Linked DNA regions of Zea mays: region 1 is linked to region 2. The links are chromatin contacts, called in public Hi-C maps. All regions are on one chromosome and are shown on one strand. The core of a region is the stretch at or near the end of the contact, and the rest is flanking DNA. Distances in the headings are between cores, read along the strand shown. Region 1 holds the start of LOC114133148. Region 2 holds the start of LOC124188254.

Region 1 (6,704 bases), core at 3,904-6,403, 150 kb after region 2:
TATGAGTACCTAATTAATCTACAGTTAGCAAATGTTTAGTGTAACATCACATGAATGAATCATAGAGTAATTAGATTTAATATGCTTGGTCTTGCTATCTAGTACTTAATAAGTTTTGTCATTAAAATATATTTAATACTTAATAGTATTCAAGCACGGGTCCTCAAGTCCTTGATCAAACGAGCCCAAATTAAGACTGGTCGCTGAAAGGCTCGCATTTGAGACTTTGAGTTGAGAGCTTGAGCCGGCGTCTATGTCCGTTGCACTCCATATATGTGTGGGAGAGAAGAAACTTCCCCCACATATGGGACGAGTTTTAATCTCCCTCGTAACTTATTCACTTTATTTCTTCGTGATATTAATAACACTTTTTAAGTACCGTAACCTGAAAACAATGTGTATTATGGTAGTGTATATAGTATATGATTTTTTCAAACTTCAAAAAATCAATGAAAAAATGTCAAATAATTGAATTATAGTATATATAAGGGGCTGAATAGGGTGAATAGTTGGTGGAGTTCTAACTGTAGGAGGAATATCTTTTAGAGCGACATAGTAAAATATATGTGGAGTGAATGGTTGGATATGATCTGAGTGCGACGCGAGCCGGTGAAGCTCACTCAGGTCAGGCCTGCCCTCGCACCGGCACTCCGATTAGGCTGCGGCTTGCGGGCGGGGGCTGGGGTGGAGTGGTGGACCCGCAGCATCCGATGCGTTCGTATGGTTCGGATTCAGAGGCGGCGACGGCAGGCGAAGAGCGCTGCGCCGCTGCCCCTGCCAATGCAATGCCATGCCGCTGCGGCGCCTGCGCCCTGCGCGTGTGTGGACTGTGGATCGCTCCACTCTCCTGGGCTCCTGCCACTTTGACTGTGCGTCGGAGTCGGAGCGCAGTAGCGCACACCGCGCGTCTGTCTAGCAGGGCACGCAGACGACGGCACGTCTCAGATTCTGATGCCCTGGGCCCCCTGGCTAAAGTTTTCAACGCCATAATCATGCCACGCTTGGACGGACCTCCACTGCCAGTCTGCCACAGGCCGCTGGCGCAGCAGTAACAACTACTGTTTGCAGCCAGCACTGCAGGGTGCCTGCCATTCGTCACTGTAATCCACTGGACTGGAGTATCTTTCTTTCTTTCTTTCTTCCTTCCTTTCGATGATAAATAAAATCTGTTAGCACTTGAAAGCATCTTCCTTTTAGTATATATTTGTGTATTATACAGAAATGGCCTCCAGAGTCCAGAGCAGTCGTCTTGTCTTGTTTCTCTTCGACACCAACGACTTCCAAGATTCTTTTTTTTTAATTTTTTTTTTCTTCTTCTTCTTCACACTGAAACCAGTTGCAAAAGACAAACAAAACAGTAACACCAAGGCAGAATTACTCCCGTTCTCCAACGACAAGCTTGGCCTGGAAACCCGCGCGAAGTGCAAAATGATAATCAGGCAGGCGTCATGTGCATGCAAATGCAACAGCGAACCGCCAGCAGGATGTCGTTCCAAAACTTGCCGGGAACCAAGAAAGATGCTGCTGCCCGTACGACGTTCACTATACAAACGTTGGAGAGAGTAGGCACAAGCACAACACACACATATATATTCAGCTCGGAGCCAAGATAAAACAGGTGAAACCAAACAAACACCTGCCCCTCCTTTTTTTTTAAAAAAAAAAACCCAACGGCCACAACTCTGACTTTCCAATCGAGAAATAAATAAATAAATAAATAAATATAGTTCTACATATAAAATAAAAAATTCAACCAAAACGGATGATATCAACCAAAACGAGATGGGCGCACGCGACGTATAGCTGGCGTCACACGCGAGACAAAGGACGGAATCCGGCCTCTTCTTCCTCTCCCTCCTAGGCAGTGTAGTGTAGATGCAAAAGCCAAAACCAAAGCAAGCTGAGGTCCTTTATTACCCCGTGCTGGGCTCACTCATCACACAACACACTCTCAGGAACCACAGCAGCTTCAGCACTGCTCCTCTAATACGAACAATAACAGCGCAAAAAAACACGCGCCTTTTGAGAGGGCGGAGCGCTGAAGCTGCAGGTGTGTTACCGCTGCAGGGACGTGTCAGTTGCGCGCATGAGCCAGCGGGACGACGCAGCAGGCGACATGCTCATGCTGCGCACACGTACGTGGACGGTTAAGCCTTTTGAGGCCAGCCGAGCGAGCGCAATTATAACCCTAACGACCACGCTGTCCAAACTTTCGTCTCCAGCGCCTGACGAACACGCTCTCTAGTTTGTACGTAGTTTCTACTTTCGACTACCTGCTGCAGTGCCTTTGATAAAGTTGCAGAGGTTTCCAATGCATAATTAAGAGCGAGTAGTGCGTATAGGCGGCTGCGCTTTTGTCATTTGCGCTAACTACCGTAATTATATATGCGGTTCTGTCATGTGCAGAGTAGAAGCCACAATCATGGCACCGGCCGGCTAGCTAGAAATTAAAAGCGCTTTAGTAGTTTCTCCACACCACAGACCTCGCCTACCACAGGTGCATGCAGTAAGTAGCTCCTAGCTAGCTTTTGCGTTGCGTGTATCGGCGCCCTTGTCGACATTGGCAAGGCGAGCAGCGCCGTACGATACGAGCTAGAGACCCTGGCGAGAAAAAAAAGAAAGCTATCTCTCCTCCGCGCGACATCGTCGAGTGAGGGGAGTACAGCCGGGGTGGAGTGGACGGGTCGCTGCTGCCGGCGGCGGCGAGCGATGCTCATCCGCCATTGTCGTGGACGATGTATGCACGGGCGCCATGACTGACGACCTAGCGGAAGCTAGTAGCTACAAAAGCTCTCTTGAGATGCGAGTGTGAAAAAGGACGGAAGGAGGAGGAGGAGGAGGAGCGGCGGCGGTGTCGTCAGGGCCGGCGACTTTTGCTGATACACACAAGGACACGGACACGGCCGAGCAGAACTCGTCGCTTTTGCTTTTTTCTCCTTCCCCGAGGCCGGCCGCCTGTTCCGGTCAGCCTTGCACGCACAGATTAGATTGTCCTTGTCTGCGGCTGTCCCGTGGATGCTGGACCATGCTCCATGTGTCATGTGCATGGATAACGCGCGGAGCTCTTCTTTTGCAGCTTGCATTGCTTTTGCCAGCATCCTAGAGAGGCTCGCGTGGTCATGTGAATTTCTACCTGCCGGGTGTTTAGCCGAGCTGGCCCTCCTGCAGTCCTGCTTCACCGAGGAGCCTCGAACAGATAATTTGGCCAAGGCAGAGCCTGCTTAATCAATGGCCTAATTCAAATATTATGTTGCAAGGAAAATGGCCATTTAAGACATAAGTATAAAACGATATTTTTGGCATATGACATTGCACTTGGGTAGATGGCATATCTCTAATTAGTTTATAAATAAATAAATGGACATGGTTAATAAGTATAAAACGATATGGCATCGCACTTGGGTAGATGAAATAATAATAATAATAATAATAATAATAATAATAATAATAATAATAATAATAATAATAATAATAATAATAATAATAATAATAATAATAATAATAATAATAATAATAATAATAATAATAATAATAATAATAATATTCAGAGAACATTCAAGACCATGAATGGACGTATCAACATCAGATACTACTTCAGATAATAATATTCGGGGAATTCCAAGGATCGTGTCTATTGCATTACATTAATTTGGTGTTTTGGTTACACACTCTTAAATCAAATTATTTGCATAATGTCAAGTACAAGTGTCAGGCGAATTCCTTCATGTTCAGTAGCGTAGAGGAGGGGCAGGGACACGCTCGGATCGCCTGGCTTCTGTCGGTGGGCTGCTTTGGATGGGCCTGCAGTACATTGGTGAGGGAAGCAGCTTAATGGGCTGAAATTGGGTGTAGGAGGGTCAAGAAGGAACCACCGTGTCTGTGCCCGTGAAGCCGCGACACGCCGACACCACTAGACCAGCCAGAAGCAGACGCACCCTCAACACCGAACGCATTCGTTGCCAAAGTTCGATCGGGTTGCTGGGAGGAAGGGCCTAAACAGTAGACACGCCCTAGCACTAGCAGAAACGACGCCAAATTAAGATCATTTTTTTTTTCATCTTCAAGTTTTAATGCTGTCTTCGTTGACATTGGTTTCAGAGCGAGTACGAGAAAGCTTTATTGTCAGCGAGGAACAGTGTAGGAAGTTTTCAAGTGATCAGGTTACTTACACTTCATACTCAACTCATGGCACATTCTCACCGTCACTAGTGATGGATCTATATACTCGCATTCATGCCAAAGAACCTCACCTAATAATCTCAATTATTTGTAAAATCTGGACACCATGCATATCATGTCGCGACGAGGGAACGCACACGAACAGCAAATTGTGTGATCGATAGAGATCAAAACGTAGCACGCTCTGCACAGTGCTCTCAGTGTTATTAGATAAGCTAGTATCGGTGGCCGCGGGGCGTGAAGACGACGAGGTCAAGCTGGAAGACGGCGGCCTCCGGCGGGGCGCTGGCGACCTGGAGCAGCGAGAACCCGCGCGCCATCCTGAAGCCGCCGGTGCCGCCCACGACGGCGCGCTCGAGGGCGCCGTCGGCGGGGAAGCTGTACCGGCCCTGCAGGGACAGCGTGCTGCCGCGGTGCTCGCCGGCGGCGAACACGAGCGTGATGGCCGAGAAGTAGCCGCCGCCGCCGCCGCTGTCGTCCGCGAGGTCCGCGCCGGCGAACAGGCCCTGGTACCGCCCCACCTCCTGGGAGGACGCGCGGGGCCCGGCGCGCAGCACGTCGTCGACCACGCCCACCTCGCCGAACGTCGAGTTGCCGCCGCGCAGGGACGGCGCCACGGACCCCACCGTCGCGTTGCGGCCGGTGAACCGCTCGTGCACGTACACCCGGATGCGCGTGCGCTTCTCTCCTCCGCCGCCGCCGCCGGAGCCGGACGCGGCGAGGCCGGTGGGAGCCAGCAGCAGGGCCAGGAGCACCAGCGGTAGCGCCGGCGAGGAGGCCATACCTGACGCCGGCACGGTGAGGCGGCGGGAGAGCGTCGGGTGGTGCCTGGTGATGGAGATTGGCGAATGCCTCGACGCTTGGTTGTAATGGCCAATGGGCATGCGCCGCGCCTTGCGTGTTTATATAGCAGCCGTGGTTTGGCATCTTGGCCTACGCGCTCGTCGGAGCGGCCACGCCCATGAACCGGTCGACGAGGGACAAGCGGACAGGACGTGGAGCATCGCGTGCGTTCAAAACTGCTAGCTAGCATCTGCAGCTTAGGCCCTGTTCCAATCCCGCGAGATAAACTTTAGCAGCTTTTTTTTTAGCTACTTTTAGCCATTTGTAATCTAAACAGGGGAGCTAATGGTGATAATTAAAGCTAAACTTTAGCACTTCATTTCATATAGCTAAAGTTTAGCAGGAAGCTAAAGTTTATCCCGTGAGATTGAAACGGGGCCTTAGTCTACACTGATACTTGTAACCAAGTGCAAATAATAAATAAAAGCAGCCAAGAATTGTTCCGAGCAATCTTGATCGATCCGCCCAGATCGACGCTGCTTCTTCACTGGGCTTGGCGTCTATTGTATCGTACTAGTAGTTTGCGGCGGCAGTGGCTTGCCTGCTAGCGGAGCGGGTCAGCGGAACAGATTACAGAACAGAGCAGAGAAATGTCATGCTGGCTGATGCTAATCTCTAGAAGATAAACAATCATCCACAAAACCAATCGACCGCAAGTAGCATGTGAGAACGAGAACGGCGCCTGGTTGTCCTAGGTCGGCCAGGAAGACTAGTAGAGTGTCATTCTAGTTGTCAAATTAAGGACAGCAGGAACGTTAAAAGAGATTACGATAAAAGAAAGCATTAGATATATAAAAAAGAAAGGATCAATTGTGTGCGTTGGATCTCTCAACCGATCATGATCTTCTAATTATATATAAAATTATTCATTTAGAAACAAGTCTAAATCGTAATTTCTACAATAATCTAACACTAAATACTCTGCTAATATTTAATGTGTGGACTGGTGTCAGTAGTGAAACCATCCAATGATCTAAAGCATGGATCGGTTGCATGCGGATAGAAAAGGATTGAGGGGGATTAACTCTCTTTCTATTTAATTTGACTATCAATCGATTTAATCCTCTCTAATCATCTTCAATCCACCCTTAAGAAGCCCTAAATCGGCTAGCAAACAAGGGCTGAGCAGCTCGGGGCCGCTCCACCCTCCCAAACAGGATATGGGTTGCCGTCTGGTATGCATCACCGTAGAAGCGGAGATTGGTTTCCATTCTAGTTGTCACCACATTCCCTTCCAGTGAAACACCAACGAAGGCACCTGTTTACAAGTTTTCATGACATCAAGTGGTGAGGATATCTTGTACCAAGCGCAAGCTACAAAGATCTTGTGATATCTCAATGTGAGTAGTATGAATTGGCAATTCAGACTGTTTGGTGAGTAAAATGCACATATCTTCTTTAATTATTGCCAGACGATAAATAGGAACCTAAGTGACACTATTAAAAGAACACTGCCGTGACCTTTTACGATCAAATTAGCACTTACTTATTTCTATCCTAAAAGAACCTAGGAGCGATGTTAAGAGCCAATGTTCAAATTTCTACCTTTGCTGCAGCTGTAAGTGTAGCATATCCCAGATCCCTTTTCACTGGTCCTGCCAATGGGCCCTGCTGCAGCACTCAATCCTGCCCCAAGTTGGGAGGACTATGGATGAGATGTGGATTCCGCTCGTAAGAGAGAC
Region 2 (6,192 bases), core at 413-2,912:
AGATGTGTTCCAAGAGGCATGGATAATTTCTTTCCAGATCATGTCAAACACATTAATTCTAAAATTCTTATTTGGCTTCATGAAGTAAAGGAGAACGTGACTTTCACCATGCACATTCACTTGATTTCCTCCCTTAGGAATGAGAGTGGCACGGAACATGGAGTTGAGATACCTGTAATAACCTTGCAGATTTGTAGTTTTCCACATGTCGTCAGTAGGCACCACATGCATGTCAATTACTTCGGCACGAGGTGGAAGAGAATAGTTGTGGATGCATCTACGATCAGGATGGATCTCAGAATCAGTGAACCCAAGAATATGAGCAAAGCGCCGGTAGCTCACCTTATACCACTGTCCTTCAATGTTGAAATTCATGTATGGATAGGCATAGGCACCCAAATCATCACTGCTCAGCTTCACCCATAGAGTTGAGTAAAATTGGGCTATCACTTCGTCGTTCCAATCATAAGAGAAAAGCATGATGTTCTTCATTCCTTTAGCCTCACATGCTCGCAGAGCTCTAGTCATTTCCTTATCTCTCATCTGCTCACATTCAGCCCAATTTATAGATCTTTGTTTGATGATAGGTTGGTGCTTCTTAGTCATGATTACTGAGTTGTAGAAGTCCACATGAAAGAGATTCCAAAATCTGTGACCGTCAATTCGATTATCTCTTGCCCACTTCATTGGATTTTCATACCTTATGTATTGAAGCAAACTGTTGCTGCCCGCACTGTAATCCATTTGAGGTTCATTTGGATTACGACGGGCTTTGGCCCTGTGTAGCACAAGATCCCTAATGAGAGGAGCATCATCCGGAGGAAGTGCTACAACATCATCTTTTTTACCATCATCATCACTAGCTGGTTCATCCGCATTTGGATCTGCCACACGGCGAGGGCATTGCCCTGCGAATTTTCGCCGAAGAGAGGGAAATCTCTCACCTCTTGTTGCGTGAACAGTTTGGGGCCGAGCGCTGCTCTCACTGTCACCTTGAGCCTGCCTGTTGACTGGACCGGTTTGAAAGAGGCGAGGACGTTTCTCATGAATTTCTTCTTCACTTTCGATTTGATTGTCCATTTCACCTTCGCTTCCCTCAATAATGGACGGATTTCTTCTGCGGACCATCTTCTAAGAGAAGGATAAACACAAAGGGGGTGAGCCTAGATTGATTGAGAAAAGAAACTAGTCAAGAATAGGATCGAGAGTGGGGCTAAACTGTGTGGGGGCGGTTCAGCCGCCGTTGCACAGTCAAAAGCCGCCACGAGAGATTTTTTTCTCTCTCTCTCTCTCAAACTATCCATCCAAAACTTCGAATTCTTTTGAGCACTTGTTCCATGTTGCAGTGTGAGCCTTGGCTCCAAAGGGATTCGACTTAAATGCCTTAAAAAGTAGATCGAGGATACAAAAGGTAAAATACCTTGAGAAGAGAAGTTCCCGTGCAAATGAAGATTTGAAACTTGAGAAAGGGGAGGGAGGGGCACGTGATGAGAGAGATCCAAATCCAACAACCCTTGCCCCTCAAACTGAACTCCGCGGGATCTAGAACGAGGAAGTGATTTCTTTGGAGCAGAGAGGAGAGGTGAGGAGATGCTGTCTTTTTTGAACCTGAGGAGGAGAGGAATAAGTGAGAGAAGAGAGAAGAATAGAGTGGGGTTTATCCCTCGGACAGCTGATGGACTGGGACCGGTTGAACCGTTTCTGAAGTCGGCTCAACCGGCAACAGGTCTACGAGAGAAGGCCCACCGACCCGTTCACTTTTGTTATCGCTGGTCCAAAGTCGAAACACTATAATATTTCTATTTATTACCTTTTATTAAAACCCGGTGGAGTTTGAGCTTCTCCCCGCGCTTCACGGGCAGTCCGCCACAGCTCGAACGACGTGTGGCTTGAGTACGGCGTCGTCAGACAGGAACCAGCTTCCGGACCCGAGTTTTTTATGCAATCGAGTTGTGAGTGGTTCCTCCCTACCTCTCCCGTCGCACCTCGCCCTCTCCCTTGCCCTGCCCCAGATCTCGGCCTTCAGTCCTCGCTGCCGCCGCGACTTGCTCGCCCCGTCTCCCTCCGGCCCCGCCTCATCGCGGCCGTGGTGGCCAAGGAACACGAGCTCATTGGAAAACACTCTTAAATAAAGCTTCCAATGAACAAGACAGGAGCTCGACTTCGCCTAGCTCCGAACAAGCGGTCGACGAGGCGGAGGTCTCGCGTCCTGCGTGCGTCGCGCCGTTGCCTGGCTCCGTCCTCGCCGTTCCTCTGTAGAAGCTGGCCGCTGACCCCCGCCCGCCTCCGCTTGGCCGTCTGGCCGCCCCCCGCGTGGTCACCTAGATGGCTGGCCGTGCCCCTAGATTTGGGTTCCTATCTTGTTAGGACTTCCATCTTCGTTCATTTTGCTGTGTGTCCGTCAGATAGATGACTAATGCATCCTCAAAGTTCTCCAAGGCGGAGCCTTGCATCTTTGTGTGTTTGATTTGGTTGAGCTGCAACCCGTGCTGCTGTCCTTTTCAGTATAAAAAAAAAGATTTAGATGTAGGTTGGCATTCGGATGAAAAATGGACCGTGAAAAAAAGGAGGTCCATTCACCTCGTGTTCTGTCATTTGAGCACGGATCCTTTAGTGTATCGGAAAGCGTGATATTTCTGATAATCTTCTGCTTTTCAGAGAAAAGCTTTGAGTAATTGAGATGTATATTCCTCTATTGAAAGAAAAAGAGGGGTTTTCAAGCAATATGAAAGCCTGATGCTTTCGTTCTTCGTTTTATTTAAGATCACTTTCCTCCCTTGTTCTTATGAAATGTGCAACTCTTTAATCAGGGATGGCAACCGATAGTGAAGCCTCGAAGGCAGCTGAGGTTGTGGTTGACTGGCATAAACAGGACAAAAAGAGGATGCTCCATGCAGTTTACCGTGTTGGGGATCTGGACCGCACAATCAAGTATGCTGTTGTATTGTAAATGACATTTGCAACACCTGCAGCTATGATTATGCTTTTTTATGTGACATAATATGATTCTGGTAGGTACTACACAGAATGCTTTGGGATGAAACTGCTGAGGAAAAGGGATGTTCCTGATGAGAAGTACACCAACGCCTTCCTTGGCTTTGGGCCAGAGAACACCAACTTTGCAGTTGAATTGACCAACTTTGCGGAGGTCTCGCGTCCTACGTGCGTCGCGCCGTTGCCTGGCTCCGTCCTCGCCGTTCCTCTGTAGAAGCTGGCCGCTGACCCTCGCCGTCGCGCCGTTTTTTATTAGATGAAGAATGAATCAACCCTTGTAGAAGCTAAAGATAGAAGATAACACTACTCTGTTTTTGAATGTCTGAAGTGTAATTTTGCAGCCTTGCAACTATAAAACAAACAATGTATGGCTTAATTATTGCAGTTGCACAGTGTGAAGATTTAAAATTGAAGTGCTATGAAGAGATGGATAAGAGGAAGAAACTTTATAATATTGTTCAAGAGACAAAAGGTATCCATTATCCTGTGTGCATCCAGTTCTTTGTGCTCACTCTTAACATTTACCTGAGAGAATGTATTTTGTATTCTCATTCTATTTGTCTTCTCAACTATTTCAGGAAATTATCAGGGTTTTTTTGTCGATGCCGACCCTTAAGCAAAAATGAGGTGTCATCAAGCCTGAATGCAAATGGTGGAACAACTAAAAAGACATTTAAGTTTGATAGAGTATTCACGCCGAAGGATGATCAAGGTATATTAGTGATAACTTGATGTTTGAATGAAGCTGTAGTTTATTTTACAATTGCAATCCACTGTGTTAGACACAATAGTCTACAAATTCAGTTATTTGAGTTTAACATTATAAAAATAAGATTGCTAGCTGGGTACTTGTACATGTTTGGCTAAAAAAACCTTATGATCATTATGCTGTCAGCTGTCACCGTGTCAGACACAATAGTCTACACATTCAATTATTTGAGTTTAACATTATAAGGAGAAGTTTGCTAGCTGATTATTTGTGCATGTTTTTCAAAAACAGCAAAAGTGCTAAACTATTATGTTCAAACAACTTACCTTATATGACTTCTGTTGTCTAATGTGAGGTGTGGGCGTCTCCGGCGGCCCGACTATACGAAGCGAGGGCGTATCGGGGCTAAGGACACGAAAGGCCAAGCGCACAGGGCGTACGGCAGTAAGCCCGCCTGCACCGCACCAGACCGTCACCCGCGACGTGCCCATGTCATGACGCCACGGTGGCGGCACGCTGACCCATCGACGTCACCCTCTTCCTCGCTTCCGCTCGACAGCCTCCAGTTTCCTGGTCAGTCTTCGTGCCGCCTCTCTGCCACACACCGTCTCTCAGGTATGTACTGTATTGAGTAAATACATTTGTACTATAATAGGTTACTCAGACCTTATAATTTTAGAGAAGGAAGCTGGTGATGAGCTGATCAAATTTCTCTAGAGAAGCATTAAAACAAATGGTTCCAGTGACAGTGGGGAGCTTGAAGTATTTCATATGTCTGCTCTTAAATTGGGAATTACATCTTTTAGGGCAGCACTCACTGATAGAAGAGCCCTTAAGAAGATAATTCAGAACGACCATTTTAAGATAAAAGATGTCGGTGAAATTGTACCACTTGTTAGAAACTGGGGTTTAAGATAAAATTGCAGCTAGATATGATTGTAGTGAGTGCTTTGAGGAAATCATGGAGGGCTAATTACAGTTACTTACAGGTACATCCTACCTGGAGCTTTAAAAATTGTGTTTCATCGCCCATTGATCAATATTATCCATCGGGTTATCAACGTCATCCGAGCCTGTCCAATCAGGTTAACAGTGTGGCTAAGTCATATGAAAAAATATAGCTCAAAAGATAACCCCAGTTTCTTGCAATATTACCTTCCTGTGTATGTTCCAGGTATAATACCTGACTTTGGTAATACATAGTTATTCTGTTTTAACTGAAATAGTTTGTCGATTTTTGCGTGGGAACAACAAATACATGATGGTACCCCTTCCATCCAAAAAATGCAAGGCCTCTATTTGACAAACAGTCGAACTCTTAGTAGAGGCGGTCCAGAGGTCGTTAGTGGATAGTCAAGAAGAGATTCACAGTTGATGTCGAACAAATAAAGGAATCCAATAAACTTACTGCAACATTGAGAAGGGAAAATCCTACATCAGCTACATGTATAATCGAATTATTTGTATAAACAAGATAGGTACAGGCAGAGCAATTCGGTAGAGAGAAGGGAGGGTGCATGCTTGCAGCCTCATTAGATTACTCAGTTACTATTTTAGGCTGTCTTATTGCGCCTTCATAGTTGGAAGTAGTATAGATTTTAATCTTCTCTGTATGAGCTTAATATACTTTTATTTAGCTTCTTGCAAGCTTGAATTTCCTGGTGCTCAAATGCCACCTGCCACTTTTGTAGTCTCTGCTCGGAACTGTGTTTTCTTACTCTAATTATACATATACGTTCATATAGAGATGGAATCACCACCCCTCACAGTTGAAGCGACCGCTTTTACCGAGAAAAATGATGGACATGACTTTGGGTATGCTATTTGTCCATATATCTTTTTGTTTTGTGATGATAATTGATATTTTGGTGTTGATTTAACTCATGTATTGTTTTTGTGTTCATTGAGAGGATATAATCAAGATGTGAAAGAAAAAGAATCCTGGAGGCAAGAAACCCCCTAGGCGGCCGGTAAACTCTAAGGTCTATAACTCTGGATGTGTGGTGGTGTTGAAATTAGTTTTGTGTATAACTGTTCCAACTTCAAATAGCTTCGTTTTAGGTGCTATGTTTGGGAATAAATTTTCCAGTTAAAAGTACAGGACGTCCACGATGGACTTTCTTGGTTTTCCAAGGCTCAGTTACTTGCTGCGATATATTCCTTTGGTGAAGTTTTGCCGTGCACCATGTGTGTATCTTCAAGATTAAACTAAATTTTGCATTATTCATCGGTTTTCTTAATTCTTGTAGTTGAATAGCTTTAACCTGAAACAATACACCAGTCGCTTTCGCTGTTGTTTACTTTGGTGGATAGTTTCTATTGGGAAGTGATTTGACACCAGCAAAGGCATTTACTTCTCTTTTTTATTTGTAGTCTGAAGGTTTAGGGTTTTCATGCTCTCGACTCTGATAGCTAACTCAGGTATGTACAACATTATCTTATTTTCCTATTATTAAATTATCTATAAAGCTGCTAGGAAATTACGCAAC

What was found. A called contact is a pair of places that touch in the nucleus more often than the background predicts.
Region 1: a contact with region 2 is called in a Hi-C map of ear, with 2.4 times the contacts expected there. The contact joins the promoter of LOC114133148 here to the promoter of LOC124188254 in region 2. A contact is called at or near these places in 5 of 25 Hi-C or Micro-C datasets (ear, leaf, root tip and 1 more).

What each region holds. Positions count from the first base shown.
Region 1 is chr2:218,294,940-218,301,643 of Zm-B73-REFERENCE-NAM-5.0, reverse strand. LOC114133148 reads right to left here and starts at 5,153. Exons shown (of 1, transcript NM_001368359.1): 1 at 4,082-5,153. The coding sequence starts at 5,063. The coding sequence ends at 4,395. It also overlaps a transcript of LOC100272671 not described here and the pseudogene LOC111591015.
Region 2 is chr2:218,442,118-218,448,309 of Zm-B73-REFERENCE-NAM-5.0, reverse strand. LOC124188254 reads right to left here and starts at 1,662. Exons shown (of 2, transcript NM_001401381.1): 1 at 1,421-1,662; 2 at 1-1,131. The coding sequence starts at 1,128. It also overlaps the pseudogene LOC100382199 and the pseudogene LOC124188255.